4 separate regions of the Mus musculus genome follow, and regions 2, 3 and 4 are each linked to region 1. Evidence: chromatin contacts called from public Hi-C and HiChIP or PLAC-seq data. All regions are on one chromosome and are shown on one strand. The core of a region is the stretch at or near the end of the contact, and the rest is flanking DNA. Distances in the headings are between cores, read along the strand shown.

The links. Hi-C and Micro-C count contacts between places; a contact is called where the count stands out from the background. HiChIP or PLAC-seq counts read pairs in DNA pulled down with a chosen protein or histone mark.
Region 2: a Hi-C map of the Ba/F3 cell line shows a contact between it and region 1, with 4 times the contacts expected there. The contact joins the promoter of Rph3al here to the promoter of Timm22 in region 1. A contact is called at or near these places in 5 of 39 promoter capture datasets (3T3-L1-derived adipocytes, the C10 cell line, embryonic stem cells and 2 more), 3 of 15 datasets of contacts at CTCF or cohesin (embryonic stem cells, large pre-B cells and pro-B cells), 31 of 484 Hi-C or Micro-C datasets (B cells, the Ba/F3 cell line, the C2C12 cell line and 17 more), 9 of 115 datasets of contacts at active chromatin or transcription factors (the 230-238 cell line, embryonic forebrain, embryonic limb bud and 4 more) and 2 of 9 other capture datasets (adipose tissue and embryonic stem cells).
Region 3: a contact with region 1 is called in a Hi-C map of B cells, with 5 read pairs. The contact joins the promoter of Cpd here to the promoter of Timm22 in region 1. A contact is called at or near these places in 1 of 484 Hi-C or Micro-C datasets (B cells), 1 of 115 datasets of contacts at active chromatin or transcription factors (pancreatic cancer cells) and 1 of 9 other capture datasets (pancreatic islet).
Region 4: a contact with region 1 is called in an H3K4me3 HiChIP or PLAC-seq map of bone marrow-derived macrophages, with 4 times the contacts expected there. The contact joins the enhancer-like site here to the promoter of Timm22 in region 1. A contact is called at or near these places in 1 of 484 Hi-C or Micro-C datasets (cranial neural crest), 9 of 115 datasets of contacts at active chromatin or transcription factors (the 230-238 cell line, the SCID.adh cell line, acute myeloid leukemia and 5 more) and 1 of 9 other capture datasets (adipose tissue).

Annotation. Positions count from the first base shown.
Region 1 is chr11:76,405,275-76,408,904 of GRCm38.p6, forward strand. Timm22 (translocase of inner mitochondrial membrane 22) reads left to right here and starts at 1,869. Exons shown (of 4, transcript NM_019818.5): 1 at 1,869-2,168. The coding sequence starts at 1,931.
Region 2 is chr11:75,909,387-75,913,016 of GRCm38.p6, forward strand. It overlaps Rph3al (rabphilin 3A-like (without C2 domains)), which reads right to left and starts at 1,673. Exons shown (of 8, transcript NM_029548.4): 1 at 1,564-1,673. The coding sequence starts at 1,640.
Region 3 is chr11:76,844,968-76,848,597 of GRCm38.p6, forward strand. It overlaps Cpd (carboxypeptidase D), which reads right to left and starts at 2,041. Exons shown (of 21, transcript NM_007754.2): 1 at 1,257-2,041. The coding sequence starts at 1,999.
Region 4 is chr11:76,128,946-76,132,575 of GRCm38.p6, forward strand. The region is part of intron 7 of Vps53 (VPS53 GARP complex subunit); the gene reads right to left. Among named protein-coding and RNA genes, the nearest start is that of Gm46252, 20 kb to the right of the region's middle. Within about 2 kb of position 2,001, at least 50 of the 459 cell types and tissues checked have an H3K27ac peak or open chromatin away from gene starts, as enhancers often do. A contact at or near this core is called in the 230-238 cell line, adipose tissue, bone marrow-derived macrophages and 2 more, where this site is marked.

The DNA of each region.
Region 1 (3,630 bases), core at 619-3,118:
GAGGAACTGAGTGCAGTTTCCAGTACTCCCATCACGTGACTCACAACCACTCGTAACTCCAGTTCTAGTGGACCATTCCTCTCGCCTCTATGGGCACTTTTATACGTGCAGTATACAGGTTGGCCTTAAAAGTCAAAGACTTGCTTGCCTTTGCCTTCCCAGTGTGGGACACTCCCCCCCCAAGCAATAATGATTCTGACATAACACTTCTGAGACTAAATAAGAATATGGAAAGCAAATCATGAAGATGGGGGATGGCCCAGGCAGAGCTGAGCTTGCAGTGAATGAAGCACGGGTGTCTTCCTGGCAATTCACAGAGTTAGCATTTGTGTCCTGGCACAGCAAAGGATCTGAAACATCAGATGCATTTCCTGTGGGTGCTTAGAGATGTTTCTGTGGATGATCTGAAGAGACGGGCAGGAGGCAAGAGATTAGTTAACAGTCTAATGACTGGGCAGTGATGGGAGGTAACAAAACTTCCTTGGCAGTGAGCATGAAAGCAAAGGGATGGACTCAAAAGACAGGTGTGTATAAGCAAGAAGAGAGTGATTCACCCAGCCAGGAAACAGGAAGTGCAGGTGTGTGTGTGTGTGTGTGTGTGTGTGTGTGTGTGTGTGTGTGTGTGTGTGAAAGAAGTTCTAACTTCACCTGTAGCTCCTAGTTACTCTCTGCTGTTGGAGGACATTAATCAAAGCCCCTTAATTGCAAAGTCATCTGTCCAGGATCTGGAGAAATGGATCAGGAGTTGAGAGGGCTGGCTGTTTTCCAGAGTTCCTGGGTTCAATTCTCAGCACCTATATGATGGCTCACAGCCATCTGTTAACTCCAGTCCCAGGAGATCTAATGCCATTTGCTGGCCTCCCAGGTACTACGTGTACTCGGTCCACAGACATACATTCAGGTAAAGACTCGTTTGAATTAATTTAAAATAAATAAAATCTAAAAATAAAGTCACTTGTCCAGTACCCACTGTGTACAACAAACCGGTCAGCTAAGCAGTATCTGTTGGCACATACCTTCTACCAGCCATAGGGCTGTGACGTTTTTCCATTGTTAACCATAGTTGTATGCAACTAGTATGTATATAATACTCTATACTCAGCTTGCTCGCTCTCTCTCTCTCTCTCTCTCTCTCTCTCTCTCTCTCTCTCTTTTCTTAAGCATAGTTTCTCTGCGTAGCCATGGCTGCCCTGGAACTCACTCTATAGACCAGGCTGGCTTCAAACTCAAAGATCTGCCTGCCTCTGCCTAACTGATTTAACTGATTTAAGGCTTGCTAGACCACCACTCAGTTCATTTGTTGGCCTCCTTCTTTATTCCTTAAAGGCTTAATAACTATGTAATAAAATACATTTAGAACATATGTATGCCATGTTTCAACACTTACTTACAAAGCGCGTACATTCGATCTCAGAATACCAACCAGCCTGTGGTTCTAGTGAATCAGGTAGCTGCATCACTGCTGCATGGCTTAGAAACAAAGCAGACACGCGCGTCCCCTGCTGCAAGCTCAACGAACTGCAGCCTAACAGGAGCCCGACCGCTCTTCAGCGGCTTCTCAAGAGTTTTCAAAGGAAGTAGCATGTCCAGTGAGCACGCACGGCTTTCTGGGAAGTGTAGTCAGATGTTCGAGTTAGAACTACAAATCCCGGCACGCACCGCAATGGGGCCCCTAGTTGAGGGGTGTTCTTGAGATATTGAGTCTTGTCTGATTGCTTTTAGCAATGTCTTACAAACTTGGCAGCTGTTTAAAGAGGCGTTGAGGAAGCACGATAGCTCCCTCGACGCTGATGCATAGGCAGACTTTGCTTCTACACCTTCTTCAGTGTGGCGAATCTGCCGTTGTCGTCACTCTGGCTGGACGCCTAGGTAAGCGTGTGGAATCGGCTGTGGGAAATACGAAGTGAAAGGTACTAGAGCCCCTACGGTCATGGCGGCTACCGCCCCCAAGGCCGGGGGTTCAGCTCCTGAGGCAGCGGGTTCTGCCGAAGCTCCGTTGCAGTACAGCCTTCTTCTTCAGTACCTGGTGGGCGACAAGCGTCAGCCCCGGCTTCTGGAGCCTGGCAGCCTGGGCGGGATCCCGAGTCCTGCCAAGAGCGAGGAGCAGAAGATGATCGAGAGGGCAATGGAAAGTTGCGCCTTCAAGGCTGTGCTGGCCTGTGTAGGAGGTGAGACGAGGCTCGAGGGGCCCTTGGGATGCTGAGGGCTTGAAGAGCCTTAGGATTCCTTATCAAGACAACGCGTTTAGGAGGCAAGGAACCTGTAGGTGTCGACCTTGATTGCACCCGGACTTGCTCCTTGAACCCGGAGATGTCTCTCTTGACCCTGGGGTTAACAGTCAGGGTATGCAGGATCCTAAGTAGTTGCTTTCTGTCGTTCGTTTGTTTGTCATTTCATTCATTCATTCAACATGTTGTTACTATGTAACTGTCATGAGCGGACAGGAGCCCTGAAGGTCTAATATTAGGACCCAGAGAGAATGCTGTAGACACATAGGGAGTTGCAAAATTGTCCTTAAGGCAGAAGTTTGGAGCTTGGAAATTATTGCTGGGTGGTGGCGGCCCAGGCCACGGGGGTGGGGGTGGGGTGGGGGGAGGGGCTGAGACAGACAGGCAGACAGACAGAGCTACATAGAGACACCCTGTCTCAAAATAAAACAAAAAACAATGAAGACCAGTATGATTAGACAGACGGGGTGGGGCTGGGATAGACATTAACAACCCCCAACACACACACACACACACACACACATTCACATTTTGAGGATTTGAGAATGTACAGCATATTTAAAACAGACGGGGTGGGGCTGGGATAGACATTAACAACCCCCAACACACACACACACACACACACACACACACACACACACATTCACGTTTTGAGGATTTGAGAATGTACAGCATATTTAAAACGTGCAGGTGAAAAGGTTAGGTATATTTGTAGATGAATTCAAATTTCATTACAAATGAAAAACATTAGCCGGGCAGTGGTGGCACACGCCTTTAATCCCAGCACTTGGGAGGCAGAGGCAGGTGGATTTCTGAGTTCAAGGCCAGCCTGGTCTACAGAGTGAGTTCTAGGACAGCCAGGGCTACACAGAGAAACCCTGTCTGGAAAAACAAACAAACAAACAAACAAAGCAGGGAGGAAGAGGCAGTCAGATCTCAGAGTTCCAGGTCAGCCTAGTTTATATAGTGAATTCCAGGACAGCCCGGGCTCCATAATAGAGACACTAACTCAAAAAATCAAAATAAACAAGCAAGCCAAAAAAACCCCAAACAACCAAACAAAACAAAGTTTCAAAAAATGTAGTAGAAAGAGAGTTTGGGAGCTAGAGTGATTGGAAAGCAAGAAATTCTGGGAGAGGAGGTATCTGGCTTCCCTGAGCTGGTCTTGAGGTGATCATCCTAAGAAGGCATCATGTAGAAAAGGCTGGGGAGCAAGCTCAGTTGGTAAAGTGCTTGTCATGCAACCATGAAGGGCTAAGTTCAGTTCTCAGCATCTCTCCAAAAAAGCCAGGTTTGGCTGGGTGAGGTGACCGGGACCTCTAAGCCCAGCACTGAAGAGGAAGAGGCAGGGGAATGAATCTCTGAGTTTGAGGCCTGCCTAGGCGGTCTGCATATTGAGTTC
Region 2 (3,630 bases), core at 423-2,922, 500 kb before region 1:
CCTTCTACCCCAGGGCCTTTGCACATGCTGTTTTGTATGCTTAGAACTTTCTCCATATTTCCATGTAACATTTACCTCTCTGAGTCAAGAGAAGAATCATAGAAGAATCATGTAAAAGAAGGTCTTGGTCCCTGACCCAGTTAATACCCCACCCCTACCTACTGCCAATCATCATCAACAACAGAATTCACATCTTTAAGTATCCATACAACTTTGACCTCTCCCCATCTCTGCTTTAATATGAAAGACCAATTGAGTTTAGGTATGTGGAGAGACACCTGGGTGCTTGGAAGGAAGAATGTGGGTTGGAAAACTCTCTGTGTTTCCTAGGGGGTCTACTGGACTCGATGTCTAGCTCTGCAACGGGCATCTGTCTCTCAGACACACACCTGGGAGGAGACACACTGGCTCTTCTGAGAGGCTAGGACAGCTTCAGCAGCTGGTGAATGAGAGACAAAGTTGGGAATGAAGGGGATGCTGGAAGGTCAAGGGACAGCTGGGCTCTTGGACGAGGTCCAAGAGCTGAGGTCTCCCAGCAATGTGCACCCTGCCAGAGAGGGCACCTAATTGGCCTGGCATCAGAGATGGTGAGTGGGACCAATCTCATCCCTAGTCATTCTCTCTGCAGGGGTGAGGTGGGGGGGGGGCTGAGGCACCCAGATGGAGGAGAGCAAGGATGCTCACACATCACATGCGACGCCATTCTTCCTGAGCGTTTCAGATGGATTTTTCTATCCACCTTTGATGTCTCAGCTCTGACTCCCACAGGCTTCTAACGTCTAATTGCGAATTTCTTAAGCTTGGTCCCAGTTGGGAAATGCTGGCTTCTGATGCCAACACAGTCTGATAGCTGCAGGGATGTTCTTGTCCTATCAGAGCCAGGGATGGCACCCACCAGAGATCTGGAACAGACTAGAGGGCATGAGGGGCATCTGAGAGGCTCAGCCACAGGGACACTGTGTGTGTGTGTGTGTGTGTGTGTGTGTGTGTGTGTGTCGGGGGGGGGGGCAGGCCAGGCCCAACCAAAATTGAAGGGTCACTAGTCTGAGGGGTAATAGGAAAATGAAGACCTCCAAAAAGACACAAGGGAATCACAGAAGGACACAGACCCCACTAAGGACGTAGGAAAGATGCTGTAGCCAGCGGTGGTCTCTACTGAAGTGAGCTGTTCATTCAGGGAACAGGCATGTGCTCTGTATTGCCCCTCTATGCCAGGCTCAGGGACAAGAGCAGGCCCAATGGGGAAGTCTTGCTCCCTGTGGGCTGTTGTGAAAGAGCACAGGTGTGGGAGTCAGCTGGACTTGGATGTAGGTTCCAGCCCAGCCACTGACAAGGGACACGGGCAAGGAGTGAAGGCCTCATTTTCCTTATCTGAGAAATGGGAACATGTTAGTTCGTGGTGAGTAATACATAAGCATGGGCCGAGAGTGGTGTGCATTTGACATCCGCCTCTCTCCAAACTCCTCCCTGGGGAGCAAAACTTGCAAAAGACTGGGAAGAGGGGAAGAGGGCAGCAGGTGGAGAGGGAGGGAAGGGCCACTCCTGCAGGCCACAGATGCTTACTTGGCTCTCAGAGCAAGCTGCCGATCGTTGGGGCAAACCCACTGATCATTTCCACTGCTGAAGATGGTGTCAGCCATGACGGGGAGCACAGCCCAGGGCAGGAGTCACATCTGAGGCAGGAGGACAAGGGAAGCACATGTTAGTGACTGGGGTGTTGACGGGAATCCCGATCCCTGCTGACCATTGATGCTACACTCTTTTTTTTAAGGTTTTTCGAGACAGGGTTTCTCTGTGTAGCCCTGGCTGTAGTAGACCAGGCTGTCCTTGAACTCAGAAATCCTCCTGCCTCTGCCTCCCAAGTGCTGGGATTAAAGGCATGCACCACCACTGCCTGGCGATGCTACACTCTTAACTCCTCCAGCAAAAGCCTTACTCAGAGCTCCTTTTCCAAAGGCTCGGGATCTTGGGACAGGTGGCTAGGTGCATCACATCGCTAAGTGACCAGAGTAGACAATGACATCAGAGGGTGAGAATCAGAAGGGAGAGAAGGCACCATCTCAGCAACTTTCAACTCAGCTGGCAAGCCCTGCAGAGCATCAGCTTCTGCCCTTTCCCACACAGCCCCACTGCCCTGAGAACATCCCAAAGAGAGACACAGGCAAGCTCATGAGTCCCCTCAACCTCCCCAACCTTCATTGGACCAGAGTGGAAGCTTACAGGCCTGTGCTCTGCTCCGTAAGAGACCCCAGGGTGTTCTCCAGAGGGCAAGGCATGGGGTGGCAGCCAGTACCTCCACTAGGCACTTTAAAAAGTCATCGTCCACAAGGGATATCTTGCAAACCCTGCAGGAAGGAACCTTCTTTAGAACCTGATGGCTCAACGTAAGTAGTGCAGCTTAGCTGGCTTTCTGTGTGTTACTGAGCCAAGGGCTAACTCAGGCTGCCTATTACAAAGGCGCTGCTTGTGCCTCCTAAATGGAGTGCATGTGTGCGTGTGTGTGTGTGTGTGAGTGTGTGCATGCGTGTGTGAGTGTGTGCATGTGTTGAGAAGAAAAAGAGACTTGGGTCAGTATGCATAAGGATAGCCTTTGATTTCATCCAATCCAGTCCAGTGGATTGAAAATTCAGAGCCTCTTTATATTCTACAAAAGAATATTGATGGAGAAAGCTGGTGATGTGGTTCAGTGATTAAAAGCATTGGCTGCTCTTCCAGAGGACCCAGGTTTGATTCCCAGCACCCACAAGGTGGTTTACAGACACCTGTAATTCCAGTCCCAGGGGTTCTGGTGCCCTCTTCTGGTCTCCATAGGGACTGCATAAATGCACATAGATCCACATAAGCAAAACACACATATACATGAAATTAAAAAAAAAAAACATTGAGGCTGGAAATTTGTTTGCTATTCTCTCAAAATGTTAACCACATACTTGCCATATGGCTCGGAAACTCAGTTGTCCTAAGTACCAACCACAAGAGGACTAAAACATACGTCCTCATAGACATGGGTACAAATATTCTTAAGTCACTGTTATTCCCAATAGCCCAAATGTTACACTAAGAGAAGAAGCCAAGCTTGTACAGAAGATCACGTATGATCTGGTGCTGCCTATAGAGATGTCCAGAATGGCAAAGCCACAGAGGTAGACTAATGGCCATTAATAGGCACAGGACGACAGTGACAGCTAATGGCTTTAGGGTTTCTTTATGAACTGATGGAAATATTCTGGAATTAGATAGGGGTGATGCTAACAATATGTGGGTTCCAGCTCATTAGATGTTATTAAAAAATCTTTTTGGGTTGGCAGATGGCTTGGCAGGTAAAGTGCTTCCTCTGCAAGCCTACAATCCAAGTTCATTTCCAAGAAATTTCCAAGGTGGATGAAGAGACCCAACTCCCAAGTTGTCCTCTGACCACATATGTGCCATACATAGGATCACCATCTTACACATACGGTGAGAAAGACAATTGGGAGCATTCCAAAATATATGAGTTATAGCTATTGATATTTTGCTGAGAAATCTAAAAACCCCCATTACAGATACTAGGCCTATTAGGTATTCACATAATTTATATTTTTTATGAGAAAAACACGTGTTTTCAAAACAAAGACAATGTGAGGCCCGGGA
Region 3 (3,630 bases), core at 791-3,290, 440 kb after region 1:
GTCTTTCTTCATCTTTACCTTCAGCTCATCTGCCAGTCAAAAAAACCTTCAACTCATGATACAAAGATCCCAACTACCGCCCTCAAAAGCCTTACGAAGATACACATAGGGAATATGCTGGCACAGCTGGTGCTCTAGAAAGGAAAGAGGTACAGGTTTACTTCAGACAAGAAGACTCTATCTGGAGTAAGTACCATCTTCCTCCATTCCTCCTTCCTCTTACTATTCATCTCTGAAGAGTTAGATCATAGCCCCTCTCCAAGAGATATGTTTGCAGCTCATGCACATTTTGTCATGGGGCACAGTTTCTGTCAAGTTTTAACTGAGTAAACCTCTCATATGTAGTTATAACAGCTCTTGTTACATACTAGGTTTTGAAGGTCCTCATACTTCTACTTTTTACCTTTTAAAACCCCACGCGGGCTGGAGAGCTGGCTCAGCCCGTTAAAGGCTAGGCTCACAACCAAAAATATAAAACCCCACAGGGTGCTTAAATGTTACCGATGTCAATGTCTGGCTGTACTACCGCAGTAAGAAAGAGTACAGCTGGCATCAGAAATGAAGCAGTTCTGATCTGTGGGGGTTTCCCCTTATTCCATACTCCCCTAAGCAAAATCAGAAGTAAAGGCAGGAGAATGGGTTTCTATCCAGTAGCAGAGGAAGTGACTGGGGGTGTCGTTTGCTATTTCTGAACTACATTCTGTCTCCCTGGCAGTGGAGCACTGAGTAACCAGGCTTAGATTCCCCGATGTTAGTCAACCAGTCTGCCCTTCAATTTCCCCGTATGCAAAACAAGAGTACCAGTGGTGTCTAGAGGATATGAGTGGTGTCTAGGTCGCCCGGTTGTGGTCAACATCGAGTGACATAATGCAGTCGCAGAAAGTGCTTGCCACAGTGCTTCTAGTGACAAGCTTAGCTACATACATAATGAAGGTGCTAACTTAGGAATCCTTAAAATCCGTACCCGTTGCTCATATACGATGGTCTTTCAAAAATAGGGATAGAATGGGAGGGGGGAAAAAGCCCCCCGGCTTGCCCTGCACAAATGACAGCCACAAGCAGGCTTCTTTACAGTTAGCAAGAGGAAGAGGTACTGCAACCTGGCCTCCGTTCCAGTTACTGGGTGTCACTCTCCACACCGACTGCCCCCGACCCCTTAGGCTGGCAAGCACTGTTTGGGCGCCTGCTGGCTGTCAAAATAAGCCTCCTGGCCTCGAAGGCTCACGTGGGACCGAAAGCAGTCAGGCAACGCTTACTTGTTCCTGCGGATCCAGTCGATGAGGGCGCGCACCTCCGGCACCTCATCCAGGGAAGGTGGCTCGCCGGTGCTGAACTGGTCAGGGAAGCTGCGGTTGAGGTCGCGGCCTCGGCTGTTGTCACGGCCGCTGGTCCCAGGCGGGCCGCTGTCGCCGAGGCCGCAGTCACCCTCGCGGGCACGTTCGAAGCCATCCGGGTTCAGGCTGGGCAGCAAATACACGTCGGTGGTGTTGAGCAGGCGGACCAGGCGCGGGTCCCCGCGGCGGTAGCCCGACGCCAGCTCGCGGGCCAGGTAGACCAACACCTGGCGTGACACCGTCTCGTCGCCGTGCATGTTACCCACCAGCTTCACCTGCGGCCGGCCGGGCAGCAGCGGCCCCGCGGCGTCCAGCCCCGCGGCGGCGGTGGGCGGCGGCCCCAGGCCCGCTGTGAGGCGCAGCACCCACAGCGGCCGGCCCTCCACCGAGCTGCCGATGCTGAAGAGACGCGCCAGGCCGGGTGGCCCCGCGGCCGCCGCCGCTTCCAGCGCCTCGCCCAGCGCCGCTTCGTGGTAGTAGTGGTCAAACTGGCCCTCGGCCGCCTCGGAGCCGCCAACGGTTGTCGTGGTCGCCTCAGCCTTCTTGATGTGCGCCGCCTGGGCCGAGCTCCTCAGTAGCAGCAGCAGCAGCAGCAGCGGTGGCGGCGGCAGCAGACGCAGGCGTCCCAGCCGCCAGGGCGGCCGCTCATCCCGGCCGCTCGCCATCTTCCAGCAACGCCGCTAATACCGCTCCGCTCCAGCGGCTCCACACTCCGGGAGGCGGCAGCCCGCCGGATCCCCTCCGCGCCTAGCAACCCCATCCCGCCTTCCAGCCTTAGCCAATCGTAGCCTTGAATGCTTGGGTGTCACTCTAGGGGGCGGGGCTTTCCTTAAAGCGGACGATTTTCCCTCTGGGCGTGTCTCCACTCCAGTCCTTAGGGACTTTAGTCGCTTTCCTTTCCTCCACTAAGGTTCTACCCTCTGTCTTCCCGCCTCCCTATTTCCTCTTCTACTTCTCTCGTTTTGTTTTGTTTTGTTTTGTTTTGTTTTGTTTTTTGCTCAGTCTCTTCTTTATGGCTTCTCCTCTGAAATTCTCTGAGAGCTTTTACTAGCCCCCTTCTTCGTTGCAGCATTTCTTAGCTACGCTTTAATGCTTTAGAGTCAGTAATCAAAAGAATCGAAAGGTTCCAAAGATTAAAGGACTCTTGAGAAAATCAGGAAGTTAGAAAGAATCTTAATCTCCTTGGAGAATCAAAGACCTCCTTAGTCCCATCTCCTTTGCACCTTCCTCCCCGCCCCCCCCCCATCCCCCTTGATCGGTTCTGCCTGGGCTTGAGCCCATCTGCCTACATGCAGTTGAAGAGAATGAGACACCTCATAAAGCAATCAATTCTATTTTTGATTTGTCGCGTGACTAGGTATCTCCTTTATTAAGTGGAAACTTCCATAGTAGGCGCCCTCTGTCTTAATGTGGTCTTAATTGGCCATTCAAAAGTGTTGGATTGTAACTATCTTCTTTGTGTGCTGGTCTCTGCTCTCACTGAGGAGATATCGTTTTTTAGTGACCTTACCCTCCTCTCACACTTCTTTTGAGTAGGAGCATCTAGATCACCTCTATACAGCCATAGCTATAGTTTTGGAATGCTGTCTTTAAGAGATAGATTTGCCATGTCTAGAAATACCTGCTTGGCAAGTGTACTTCCCCCAAGGTATTTGGGTAAGTCCAGAAAAACCTAACCTTCCAAGTAAAGTTTAATCACGTTAGCTTGAAGAAATTTGAAGTTTGGCAATCCTTTTATCAAGCGTGAAATTCTAACCCATCTAATGACATAATTGTGATAACCATTATCATTCCCTTCTTTCGGTGCTGGATGGTTCGAGTTTCTGAACTCTAATTGAATCTTCATAGAGCCCGTGGAATTCACTGATTACTGAGTATTTATTGAGTAATTGGTGTCTGTCAAAGCTAGAAGCTGGGAAGCAAGGCATTGCTTGCATAGTTAGAGATCCAATGCAGGGATGAACAATGCAATACATCTGTGGGGACATTCCTGAGGAAAACCTCATTCAGTCTGAGGAGAAGGCAACCAAGAAGCTAGGGAAGAAGCCAAGATGGGAGTGAAGAATTCTGGATAGAAGGAGGAGCATGCACGGGAGGTTGGAAAGTTTACGAGCAGAGCCTAGGTGTTCTAGAATTGTTTGTAGGTTCAGGTTACTGGTGAAGGGGATCACAGAGGTATCAATAAAGAGCCAAGGATGGGTTTGAAGCTAATTTAGAAAAATCTCCCCCTGGCAGTAACTTGAAGAACAGAATAGGCAATCTTAAACATGAGGCCAAGAGACCCACAAGAAGCACA
Region 4 (3,630 bases), core at 751-3,250, 280 kb before region 1:
AGGCTTCAATCCCACTTAGAATAGGGAAGGAAATAATCACGGGAGGCAGAGGGAAGGGGGGATCTAGGTGGGAGAGGGCAGAGTGGGGGGGGGGGGAGAAAGGGGAAACAGGATCAGATATGGGGGGAGGAGACAGGAGAGAAGCCCAGAGGGCCAAGAATATGAATGGAAATAAGCAGCTTCAGGAAGCAGGAGGTGGGAGGACCCTGTAAAAAGTACCAGAGACACAGGAGGTGAAGTGAGACACTCTCAGGACTCATTGGGGGTGACAGTAGCCAAAATGCCCAACACTGGGGAAAGGGAACTCTAAGAGTCACCTCCAGTAGATAGGCAGGGCCTCAAGTAGAGGGACAGGGTTACTAATCCACAGTCAAAATTCCTGACCCAGAACTGTTTCTGTTTAAAAGAACTGCGAGGACAAAAATGGAGAAGAGACTGAAGGAAAGGAGGTCCAATGACTAGCCCAACTTGGGATTCATCTCATAGGGGGTCGGGTGGGGGACCAAGGCTGATACTAACAATGCTATGATGTACTTATAGACGGGATCCTGGCGTGGCTGTCCTCAGAGAGGCCCTACCTGCAGCTGACTGAGACAGAAGCACATACTTACACCCAACCATTGGACTGAAGTTGGAGACCCCTATGGTCGAATTAGAGAAAGGATTGAAGAAGCTGGAAGGGAGACCTACCCCAGAGGAAGACCAGCAGTCTCAACTAACCCAGACCCCAGGGAGCTCTCAGAGACGGAGCCATCAACCAGGAGCACACACGGGCTAGTCGGAGGCCACTGGCACATAAATAGCAGAGGTCTGCCTGGTCTGGCCTCAGTCGGAGAAGTTGTGCTTAATCCTAGAGAGACTTGAGGCTCCAGGGAAGGGGGGTCAATTGGGTGGGGGAAGCAGCCTCTCGGAGGTAGGTGGGAGGAGGAATGGGATGAGGAACTGTGGGAGGGGGAAATGAAAGGGGGCAACAACTGGAATGTAAATAAGTAAAATAATTTTTAAAAATTCAGAAATAACTCTTGTTCTCTTGCTCTCTCTTGCTCTCTTGCTCTTCCTCTCTCCTTCCCATCCCCTTCCCCCACCCCTCTTTTCATGTGCTTATGGCCATGGTCAGCCTCTACTTCTCTCCGCCTTTCTCTGCCTCTACTACCCTCTTAACTTCCCTCCTCATGCCCTAAATAAACTCTATTCTATACAAACAAAAAAAAAATCAGAAATAAAACAAAAAACAAAAAACAAAAAAAAACAACCTTCAATGAGATATTACTTCACTTCTTTTTGAGACAGTCTCACATGGCAAATTCCTGATCCTCCCATCTCTGCCTCCAACCCTGAGATAACAGGTCATCAGGATGACTAATATCAAAAGTAAGGAGAAAGGTAAGCTCTGCTGAGGATGTAAAGATGAGAACACTTGGACACCAGGGCAGAGGTGATGAGTGATGCAGCTATTATGGAAAATAGCATGAAGGCTCTCGGAAACCCCAAAATGAATCTACATAGGGTATATACCCAAAGGAAATGATATCCACTCTATACAGATAGCTGCCCTGCCCTGCTCACAGAAGTTTACAACAGCCAAGATATGGAAACAAACATTGTTTTTGATGGACAGATATGGTTTAAAGATCCAAGGTGCATATATCCAGTGAGATTTTATTTAGCTTTTAAAAAGAAGATGCTGACAACTGAAACAATATGGATAAACTCAGAGGACTTAGAGTAAATAAGCCAGACACAGAAAGATAAATATGGCGTGATCTCTCTTAGGTGTAGACTCTTTAAAAACTAAAGTCAAATACAGCTGTTCTAGTTATCTGTGGGCCTACACTGACAGATTAAACTATGAATCAGAAAGCTGGGTGTGGGGTGTCAGGTAGGGCTGGGGTTGTGGAAGAGCATGTGCTTAGAATTCATAGGGCCCAGGAAACAGGGGCCACACAGCACATTAATGCAGGCAGATGACAGAAAGGATAAAAGAATGGGAACACCAGATCACTGAGTCACCGAGACTAGGGCAGGCTGTGCCACCTTCCTGCTCCTCCCTAACCACTGAGAGCACAGCTTCCTCCACCCATGGGTCCTACTCTCCTAAACTCATGACATCCTGCTCATGGACATTCTTGGCTGTTTCAGATTCCCAGTCTGATATGGCAACCAGCCACCTCTAAGTGTAAAAAGGTTAGGAAGGACGAGGGGAAGGGTGGCGACTTCCCTAACACTTTGCCAAGCCTATTCCGACATTCCTTAAGAGTCCCTGAACATCTCCACTGTAAGACGGTACACCTAGCACATACAGAAACCTCCCTTCCTGTCTCAGATTCTTAGAAATGATGAAAAGACTTAAATAAGAACCAAAAACCAGGCAAAAGGGGAACTGGTAGATTAGACTGTCTGTGGGTTTCCTGGTAGAACAAAATCATAGCTTAAGAGTGTTTCTCACAAATGAGAAGACATGGAAGCTGGAGAAACGCTTCCATGTTAAGAGCAACTTTTGCTCTTGCAGAAGATCTGGGTTCAGTTCCCAGAACCCACATGGTGGCTAACAACTTCCTCTCAGTAGCTCTAGGGGATTCAAAGCCCACTTCTGACAAACATAGGCACTAAACGCACACACGGGCATACCTACAGATGCAGGTCACACATGGTGCACACAATCTAAAAGCCAGATAAAATATAAGGAAAGACAGGAAATGATAGACACCAGGAGCGGGGGAGTTCTAAAGGGAACCTCTAGATGTGTCTGGCTCCAGTCACAGTAATGTGGATGCCAGAAGCTGTGCTGCTTTCTTACCCTAAATGCTCAGCCTTACACTGATTTGGCCCCTTGGGTCTGTGAGTCTCAGCAGAGGTCTGAGAGTTATCAGCATTTAAGAAGATCAGGTGCCTGGCAAGTCATCTGCCAGCTCCTGCAGGTCTGGCCCCAGGAACCTTAGAAAAGCTATGTGGTACCCTAAACACAATATCCTTCCACTCCTCAATAGCAGGTGGTAATGATTTCTGATCAGAGTAATAGAGAACATATAATAATAATAATAATAATAATAATAATAAACAATTTTAAAATCCCACCAAAAAATATGAACTTTCAGCTGAGACTCACCAAACATCTGAGTGCTACTACCAAGAGTCAACAAGCTGAAGACCTTACACCACAGGACAGACAAACACACAGGCAACCCAGAGCCTTCAGAGATACTAACAGTTTTGAATCTCTGAGAGATTTCAGAGGATATTATGCCCCTGAGGAAAAAATCATCTAGATATTTTAGAAATTAAAACCTGCTGTTTCAGTAAAAATTCTTAATAGCTGGGCCAAAGAACAGAGTGGGCATCAGTGAAGAACAAGGTAGAACTGGAAGACTGAGCCCACAACTCAGAAAGCAACCCCAAAAGATGAGGCAGCAGGTTACAAGTTACAATGTTCGTGTATAGGAGTTCCAAAACAAGAGACCAAAGGAAACAAACCCCAAATACCACTCTAAGAAAGAAATAAAAGAAAATAGTTTATTAGAACTTAAGAAATCTGAGTCAGGTATGGTGGCACACACTTTTCATCCCAGCACTCAGGAAGCAGAGGCAGGCAGATCTCTGCGCAAGTTCCAGAAAGCCAGGACTGTACAGTGA